2 separate regions of the Mus musculus genome follow, and region 1 is linked to region 2. The links are chromatin contacts, called in public promoter capture Hi-C maps. All regions are on one chromosome and are shown on one strand. The core of a region is the stretch at or near the end of the contact, and the rest is flanking DNA. Distances in the headings are between cores, read along the strand shown. Region 1 holds the start of Fam189a2 (family with sequence similarity 189, member A2). Region 2 overlaps Mamdc2 (MAM domain containing 2).

Region 1 (4,629 bases), core at 256-2,755, 660 kb before region 2:
CACACCTCCCCCAACCTCATCCTACTCATAAATATCCCCAAGGGAAAGCGGGTATCCTGACTTCTAATGCAAACATTCTTAGACACAAGGAATGCATTTTTAATGGCATGGTTCAGGTGTCAGGCTCTGGCCAATAGAATAAATAGATTTATTTAGCTGAGAGAATGTCTGAACACTCAAGTAGACACACTGTATTGCAGGGTGTCATCCAGCCTTAAGAATTAAATACTTTTAAGCTTGTGTTTAAAATAAAAGTTATAATCACAGCACTGAAGGGATGAAACTCGTCTTCACCTGCAATTTAAGAGCATCTATTGTAGGTTTTGTTCTTAAGTACACGGGACATCAGATTTTCAGTGTTCATTTAAAAACAAAACAAAAGCCAAACTACACCCTGCCCCCAACCTTGACATTTATTCCTGGGAGCAGTCAGAAAAGAAGTCACAGGTACTATTAAACATGGTGGTTTAATGATTTTAAAAGTGTGTATGTAAACACCCGCACATGTCTAATACATCACATTGTGGGACATAATGTTCAGCATCAATACAGCCTTCGCAAGCAGAACACACGGCCAAACCTGCTTTTCTCTTTTTACTCAACAGGAGGGCATTAGATTCCTTCACCTTTCCAATAAGCCAAGCTTTCAAGGGCTACAACTGGCTGCAAACCGACACTGCTCTTGTCCTTACCTGGAAAAGAAGTTCATGATCACCCTCTTACCTATGATACATGAGCCGTCTAGACATTCTATTAGGGGAAACTTTTGTGCAAAGGCGAATAATTGCTTTTTTTCCCCTCAAAGTTCGATACATATATTATAAATTACCAAGGCAGATTAAGATTTCATTAGACCATTTCCTGCGAAGTTTGGGAGCCTGTGTTCTATCATGTGATGCCAATTAGCTCCCGGTCAAAGCTAAAAGGATGGAGCTTGTGACCCCTGCCAACTGCACAGGGCCGCCCTGGGCTCTTCCATTGTGATTGCTGACTAGTGTCTCCCAAGGTAACCTGGCCTGGCCACTATTGTTCCCACTCTGGTGCTGGGAAAGCACTCTGTTCCCTCCCGGCAGAGCTGCACCGACAGAGCCGGGAACTCTCCATAGAAGCCATAGATGCAGATTGCATTCCCGGGCGGTAACGTCCAGTGAGTGTCCTCTTTCCGGGCTAGGACCTTTTCCCGTCGGGTCGCCCACAGCCCCTCCTCCGGGCGTGGTGGAGGAGGAGAACCACAAGGGACTCCTTTCCTATTTAAAGGTTGCCAGCTCAAGGGACCTGGGTCCACCACGGGTCCCTTGGCGCCGCGGTTGCAGACAGACTCTGACAACGGTTGAGCCGCTAGCTGCATGGTTCCCGCCGTCCCTGGACACTTTTCCCGGTGACCCCAAGGCAACGGCGCACTTGTCACCGTGGGTGACCGAGAGGGGACGGCGGGGGGCGGGCCCCGCGGGGCACGTGGGCGCGGCCGGCGCTGGCCGCGGCAGCAAGTGGTTGGGCCGTGCGCAGTCCGTCCTGCGCGGCGCCGGCGCGGGTGCCCGGTGCGCGGCGCCCTCCGCTCGGCTGCGCCGCCCGCCCGCCGCGCGCCCATGTCTCTGCCGGTGGTGCTCCCGGGCTCCTGCTGCCCGGTGGCGGGGCTGTCGGGCGGACCTCAGGCCGGGGGTCCTGGCGCCGCCACCGCCGCCGCCGCTCAGGAGCCGCCGCTGCCCCCGCTGCGGCCGCGCTGGCCCCGGGGTGCTCTGCAGCCTCCAGCCCGGCCCCGCTGCGCCCCCGCCGCCGTGCTGGCCCCGCCGCCGGCGCTCGCGTCCCGCCGCCCCGCCGCGCCAGGCTCCGCGCTGCTGCCCGCGCGCCCGCTGCTGTCGCTCGGGCTCCTGCAGCTGATCCTGGGCTGCTGCATGGTGGCGCTCAGCTTCGGGGCGCTGTCGCTGAGCAGCTCGCCGCAGGTGAAGAACTCGTGCCCATTCTGGGCTGGCTCCTCGGTGAGTACCGAGAGTACCTCTCTGCGGGGCCCACCCTCGCGGCAGTGTGTTGTGGACGGTCCCTTCCATTGTTTTTGTTTGACCTCTATTGGGGGAGCGGGGACCCTAAAGCCACCTGAAGTGTAGGCGACAATAAGTGGGGGTGGGGTGTGGGAGGTTAGTGTCGGGAGACAGTCAAGTTGAAGGGAGAATTGGATTGCACCTGGCCAGTGTCTGTCCCTTACACGTTAAGGATTTTGTTTCCGTCAAGTTAACATTAAGCACGGTATCAAGCTCCTGAGAGACTCACATGAGGATGGGCGAAAAAGAATTTGAAACTTTTTGTGGCCACTGAATACTGCATTGGCAAAGCAAACTCCGGGAGGACAGGGGTTTTGATAGGTTTTCCTCACTGACACATCAACAGTACCCGTACAGGGTGGGGTACTTCTGGAATGGACAGAGTGACAGAGTGAAGGGGGGAGGGTTGGTTGACTTGTTTTTATTCTTCATTAAGACAAGGATAAATGAAAGATTATCTGGAGTTGGATGACTGAACCCTGAGGAGCTCCGAGGTAATAGGAGGTTGCCTGTGACTGATGACTTATACCTGGTCATTAAAGAAGGGCTCAGACCCTGGGTGGGTTCCTGGAGTCACCAAAGCTGCTCTGCAGAAGTGGATGCTCAAGAAACAGAACCTGTCATTACGGATGCACACCCCAGAACTCCAGAAGTTGGCGCAGCTAGCTGGGGATGTCTGTCCTACCCTGGCGCCTGGCCCCGCCTCCTTGGCCAATGGGGCATAGGGAAGCCCGGCCTCTGAGAAAAGTGGTTGCCAGTGAGCAAGCATTTGTAGACTGGATGGATGGCTACTCATCCCTGCCTCCGAACGGTGTCACAACTTTTAAGGCATCCATAACCCCTTGAGGTTTGCCAGGGGCCTGGAGACTTGGAAGCAGGTCCTTGTGCAAGGACTGTGGAGGATGAGAACGGCAAATGACCTTTCTATAAAAGCCCTACAGTGTCTATAGCTTTTTCTATGATCTTCAGTGAGCCCACAGTTTGTGCTCTACTGGTTAAAACATACCCAGAGTCAAGACCAATTTTTTTTTTTATTAAAGTACGAGAACATATTGAACCTAGTGTAATTGTTCAAGTGGGAACATTAAGAACATAACGTTTTTCTGGCCTAACCCAGAATTTTGTAGTACCTGGTATCAATCTCTACTTCCTCTAAAGACCTTTGCTAAATGGTTCTGTTGGGACCTCAATCCTATTGTGCTATAGAAAGTGAAGTCCAGAACTTAAGTATTAGGTAAAGAGAGTTCCACTCTATTGTTCTGACCCTGAACTCTGCTGCTATCTTTGTGAGCATTCTGGAATACTCTGAAGTGTAGGGTGTCGATTGAGAATAGTGCCTCCCCTGCCTCCTGCCAGGCTTGTCATTCAAATGGCTGCTGCATTTCTTAAGTACCCCGGGTTAGAATCTTGTTTGTATTTTATGGATTTACTTTTTGTAAAATCATAATCCATGTTCTCTCAAGATAGCTAGTTTATTAAAAAAAAATGTTTGTGGGAGGTGCTAGGGAGATGACCCACTCAGTAAAATGTGTGCTGTGTAAATGTGGGGGCCTGGGTGTGGATCCCTGGAACCCACCCAAACAGCTGGGTTTGGGGAGAGGGGTGCCTGGACCCCAGTGCCTGGGGTGGGGTCGGAAGAAGATGGATGCAGTGGATCTTTGAAGTTCATTGGCTAGTCAGGCTAACCAAACGGATAAGACACCCAGTCTCTAAAAATAAGATAAGGTGGAGAGCGTACCCAGTGTCGTTCTCTGCCACCACATACATACAGACATACTAAAAACTATTCACACAACACACACACACACACACACACACACACACACACACACACACACACACAATGTATTTGCTTTTCTCTAAAATTAAAGTCTGAAATTGGTTTGCAATTGTGGATTCTTTCCAAGGTAAGTAAATACACTTAGATGTCAATGAAGCCACAGTGGGATTTGATGAGAAGGAAAGCAAAGCTCACGAACCGGAATACGCAGGCAGGATGGTAAACTGGAATGCGCAGGATGGTACCTGGGCTTGCCACTGGCTGGCCTTGCCCTCAGGCACAAGCCAATCAGACCCAAGAAGGAATCTAGGATTTGGACTTGAATGGGTCACTTCTGTAAGCCATAGTCTATCCTATGCTTATGTCCCCAGGTCAGTACTCAGACCTGGAACTGCCGTTCATTCTTTGTGTATGTGTGACCTGTTCCTAAGGTCAACTTCAGAACTTGCAGGTCGTCAACAGGACCAGTGAATATTAACTGCATCTTCAGAACAGCAGAGTGTAAGGGTTTAAGCAGCTGTCAGTAGATACCATCCATTCTCTTGGTGTTTTAGGAAGAAAAATACCACACTTGTACTGTGTTTTAAACTCATGTAGGTGAGAGAGCTCTATTTAAAAGCAATCCTGTATTAGGAGAAGCAGTAGGCTTATACAGACAGTGTATAACACAACCACAGCCCCCCTCCCCAGCCTCTGGAATGGTGGTCTCATCTGCACCCCTCCTAGGCTCAGCCACTGGTCCCATGTGTCCTGATAGACCCCAGAGCAAGGAATGTCACGCAGGAATTAAGTCCTTTGTGCTCCTGGTCCATT
Region 2 (5,060 bases), core at 950-3,449:
CCCTCTTTGAAATCAAGATGACAGCCGGCTACTGTATTGGTGAGTGAGTTTTGTGGTTGTGGCAGCGGAATGCAAATCTCTTCCTACGTCCACAGCCAGAAAGCAGTAAATCGATCCTGAAGGCTGAATGAGTCTCGGAGCATGATGCAAAATGCTAGCATTTGTTCTTTGCTAGGGTCACCTGAAGATGGGACATTGATCCTCCATCTTCCGTGTGGAAAGGCTCATTAGCATTTGCTCTAACTGGCTGGGTTAACAAGCAAAACCAACTTCTCCCTCGGGCGATGCTCTCTAACCCCACCCAGCTCTGATAAAAATAATTGCTGGTTTGCTGTGAACTCTGTGTGTGTGTGTGTGTGTGTGTGTGTGTGTGTGTGTGTGTGCCCTTTGCCAGAAGAGCAGACAATCTATCCTGTCATCTACTTTCTTGTTAAACTGCTGCTGCTGCTGCTGCTGCTGCTGCTGCTGCTGCTATCTTAATGATCTCTATTGTCACTTAGATCCTAGCTGGTGTAGGCAGGATCAATTGTCTACGTGACAGTTTTGAGAAGGCAGGAAGAGAGGATAGTCCCTGGTCCACGGGTGCCTGACTATTCCTCCTTAGACACCGGCCATTACACTTTACATGATGAGAGGCTGGTGTCTGCGAAGGTGCACATGGGAGGAACGGGTTCTTTGGGGGGCTGAGGCTGCGAGATCTGAGCAGACAGGTGCAGACCCCAGAGCTGAGTTGTCAGAACCCTCAGGGGGCTTCCTATAGAAACAGGACTCAGGGCAGGGAGCCTGGCTTTCTGGAATTATGAGGTAGGGAGGTGCTAGAGTTAGCCTGCAGGGGACAGGCATGCAGCTGTGGCTTCAAGATGATGGCAGTGGTGTCCATGAACTGGAAACAAGGAAATACAGATACATAGGACCTAGGAAAATCCCAGAAGAAACACGGATTTGTAGGGATTATAGAATGAGGACCTTAAACTGGGGGGTTGGGATCAGAGAGTAGAAAAGAAAAAAAAAAATCAGTAGATCTGAGAGACACCTCAGCATTGACAATATTTAGACTGGAGACTCAGCTGAAGTCAGTGAAGGGTTAATGCTGCTCCTGAACAAGGAGCCTACATGAATGCCCTGTGCTCTGGCTTCTATGTTTGGTCTTTCACTGATACCTCTAATGCAACGAAGAAAAAGAGACTAAAAAAAAAAAAAAGTACTTTATGTAGATGCAGAGAACTTCCATTCAGTCTCCTCCTTTGAGTAGTCTGGGTGCTGCCATTCCACACACAGAAGCAGTCAGACACATTTGGGGAGCTCCGCTGGATCAGTCCCTGACTGCATGTGCACGTGGGCACGTGCATGTATACACACACACACACACACACACACACACACTTGTCCTCATCGCCAGTAAAAAAAGAAAGAAAGAAAGAAAGAAAGAAAGAGAGAGAGAGAGAGAGAGGGAGGGAGGGAGGGAGGGAGGGAGGGAGGGAGGGAGGGAGGGAGAGAGAGAGAGAGAGAGAGAGAGAGAGAGAGAGAGAGAGAGAGAGAAAGAAAGAAAGAAAGAAAGAAAGAAAGAAAGACAGAAGCTGGTTCCCGTGATGGCTGAGAAGTAGAGTTAAGGGTGGTTGACAAAGTACTGGCACTGAAGTAACGTTCAGTTCTTGCCCCCAGATGATACGGTGGCTTCTGGTTTGGTTACAACAAAAAGGATGCCACACTGTCACCCTTCCTAGCTCTGTGTTCTCCTCTTCTCTTGGTTCCCCTTCAGTGCAATTGGATTCATAACACTGTCTATCTGGAGCGATGCTGGGGATTAAGTGAGTTCATAGAAGAAGCTTAGGCTGCTGCCTGGCACACTAAGGAGGATTTTGCTTTTTATTCCACTCCATGACAGCCCTTGGCACTACATGTTGAGCATCAGTTGGCAGATACTGCCGTGGTAATTTGAAAAAAAAAAAAGAAATTTTAAAATTTGTCAGTGCACGCTGACAACTGTCCCAGCTAGGATTCTGGTGGGAACGGGGTGGCTCTGTGGGGTGTGGGAGTGGAGGTGGGGATCCGCCTCTGTAATTTGAAGAAAGCCCATTGACATCAACCAGACCACAAAGCCTTGCAAAGTAAAAATGCCAACAGGTGCTGGCACAGTGACCAGAATTAGAGCCAGCTATGACTCATAACCTGCCATCTGGCTAGCCAAGGATGGTCAAGGCCATATTTGACCCTTCGCTTCCTAGCCAGGACAGGAAGAGGAATTACTAGCAAGTGGAAAGGGTGGTTGTATGGTCAAGACTTCTGGTTAGGCTGTTCCTTCTATAAAGGGCCATAGCTCACCATGGTAGTCTGGCAGTGATGGAGATGGGTTCTAAGCCTGATATCAACCTCTTTCCCCTCCCTTGGTGGAACCCAACAAGGGGGATGGAGCAGTAGAGAAGAATAGGACGGGAATCATCCTTTGTTTGATAATTGCAGGATTATGGGGTCAGCGGCTGAGTTATGTTTATAAATTCCCTGCTAAAAGAGTTTGTTGATGAGAAGCAATGTACAGAAGCAACACGACACCATTCCCAAGCACAGAGATTTTACTTCAGTCTTCCTCATCTCTAGGCAGGAGTTGCAGAAAGGCCCTGGTCCCAGTGTGCTCCTCTCCCACATACTCTCACTCGACTCTTACTCATCAGACAAGTGGGGGGGGGGGGTTTCAGCATCTTGGAAACGTGCCTCTGAGTTCTGGAAGTCTTGTTCGCCACAGAGAGATGGAGGGCTGGGCCATCAGGGAACAGAAAGGGTGGTGGAGAAAATGTCTAGAGCTGAGGAATAACTCTAAAATAGTACAGTAAAATAGACACATTAGAGCTGTGAACACAGGTCACTGGTAAAGTGCATGATGAACACATACAAGACCTTGGATGTAGCCCCGGGACCAAAACTTTGACCAATTGATTAATTTAGTAGGCTGACAAAAACTCATCAGCTAATATCAAGCATGGACATACTGAGAGCTGTACATGGCTAATAGGAGAACAACAAGCCACATGGCTAATAGGAGAAAGGGCTCAGAGAGGCAATGATGAATCAGAACATCGACTCATTACTGGATCTCTCTCCTTGCCCGATATTGTTCTGAATTTCTGGTCGATGGTTGAGAAAAAGAGCCCTTAGAATGACTAAGGTCAGAGTATGCAGTCAGTATGGGTGTCCCCCCCCCCCCCCGGTGTAACTGCAGCTCCATGAAATGTCTGTTTACGTCTCTTCCTCCAGAATGTGACTTTGAAGAAAACCATCTCTGTGGCTTTGTGAACCGCTGGAATCCCAATGTGAACTGGTTCGTGGGAGGAGGAACTGCGAAGAACACCCACTCCATCCTCCCACAGGATCACACCTTCAGGAGTGAGCACGGTGAGCCGACCACAAATGCAGTCTTCTTTCCAGGGTGAACGTTGCCTTCAACTCCCACTGCCTGGCTTTGGTCGACAGAATAAGGGGTGGGGACACAATGGAAGACCAGGTGGAAGAGGCAGGAGAGAGGGACAATCTATGAGACAGAAAACTGCAGACATAAGCTTGTATGTAGCTAAGGAAGCCACAGAGTGAGTCTTCGGCTCATCTATAACCTTGGCTGTTTTTACATTCCCATGAAATGTTTTACTTCTTATCTATTTGGCTGTTCTCATTTCTAAAGACAAGGCTGTCTTTATTAAAAATAGATCGCAGGGTGACCAGCCCTTAAGAATTTCCCATGAGACCACCAATGCTAATGATTATTCCTTCTGAAGGGTGCAATAGGGCCCCCTGGTGGCCAAGTACGCAAGCACTCTGCAAGGAAAATGCAGAGGCTCTCACAGCGAGGGCAGGAGAAAGTCCGAAGGTAGACCAGAGCAAGGGTGTCCTTCCTCCGGTGTCTCACTGGTCACATCTGGCCTTGGTAGTTTTGTAAATCACTATGTCTCCTCATCTCCAAGACAGAGCAGTCCCCCAGTCTGTGGTCTTTCCTAAGTATTGCGAAGATCCTGGCTTTCCTCGAAAGCGAACGTAAGGACATTGGATCCTTTGCATTTTCACTCCTGATACATCCTCACAGATAGTGAAGAGTCCATTCAGTTTTGATTATTTACTCATGACTGCGTGGACCCTTAGCTGGACACAAGGCAACTGTTTGTGGTTTCTTACTCTCTGTCCTTTACTGACTGCAGTTTCTCATTATCTAAATGTTTAAAAACATGTCTCCAACTTTATGTCCAGTGTATCCATTCTACAGGTCACTTGGGCTCTGGAGTCTACATCTTGACAACACCACTCTCTTTGTTAATACTCCCCCTCCTCCTTGTACCCAGAATCTCAGACTCAGTTTTCCACAAGGGCCAGATAGATTAAGCAGGTGGCCTTCGGACTAAGTGAGTGTGGCAAAATAGACAGTTGACACCTGTGCAGAGTGGTCATCTTTGATTACCTTGTATAAGAATGTAAGTCCACTTAATAAGTATTTGGATTTTTTCTTAAATTCAAAAAGAAGGGGATATTTAAAATTTTTTCAAATAATTAAAAAAAATAGTGAATATGTTTTAAAACAATATAAAGAAAATTACTATATGCACTGACAAAAGGTTAGCTAGCTCCTTTTCAGCCTCTATTTTACAGGCTTCTTTAAGACCTCACCTGCAGGAACTCAGCTCAGTGGTAAGAGAACTTGCCTAGCCTACACAAGATGCTGAACTTGTTCCCCAGCACAATAAACAACCCCTGCTGCCATGGAAACTTACTAAAGAAAGCATTTAATTGGGGGCTTTCTTACAGTTTCAGAAGTGAGTTCAAAACCATTGTGACAGATAGCATGGCAGCAGGCAGGCAGACAAGGTGCTAGAGGGTAGCTAAGAGCTTGCATCTGACGCACAATCCAGAGGAAGGAAGGACTGAGCCTAGCATGGAAAGTCCCCCTTGTCCTCCCCAGTGACATACCTCCTCCAACAAGACCTATCTTCTAATCCCTACCAAATAGTTCTACCAATTGGGACCAAGCTTTCAAACATATGAGTCTATGGGAGCCATTTTTCATCCAAACCACAACAACCACT

The links. Promoter capture Hi-C pulls out the DNA fragments that hold promoters and counts their contacts.
Region 1: a promoter capture Hi-C map of hippocampal neurons shows a contact between it and region 2, with 2.7 times the contacts expected there. A contact is called at or near these places in 3 of 39 promoter capture datasets (the 3T3-L1 cell line, the C10 cell line and hippocampal neurons), 1 of 130 datasets of targeted methods (astrocytes) and 1 of 9 other capture datasets (embryonic stem cells).

Annotation. Positions count from the first base shown.
Region 1 is chr19:24,027,895-24,032,523 of GRCm38.p6, reverse strand. Fam189a2 (family with sequence similarity 189, member A2) reads left to right here and starts at 1,505. Exons shown (of 11, transcript NM_001114174.1): 1 at 1,505-1,976. The coding sequence starts at 1,587.
Region 2 is chr19:23,372,245-23,377,304 of GRCm38.p6, reverse strand. Mamdc2 (MAM domain containing 2) reads left to right here. Exons shown (of 14, transcript NM_174857.3): 4 at 1-39; 5 at 3,250-3,387. Among named protein-coding and RNA genes, the nearest start is that of Mamdc2, 74 kb to the left of the region's middle.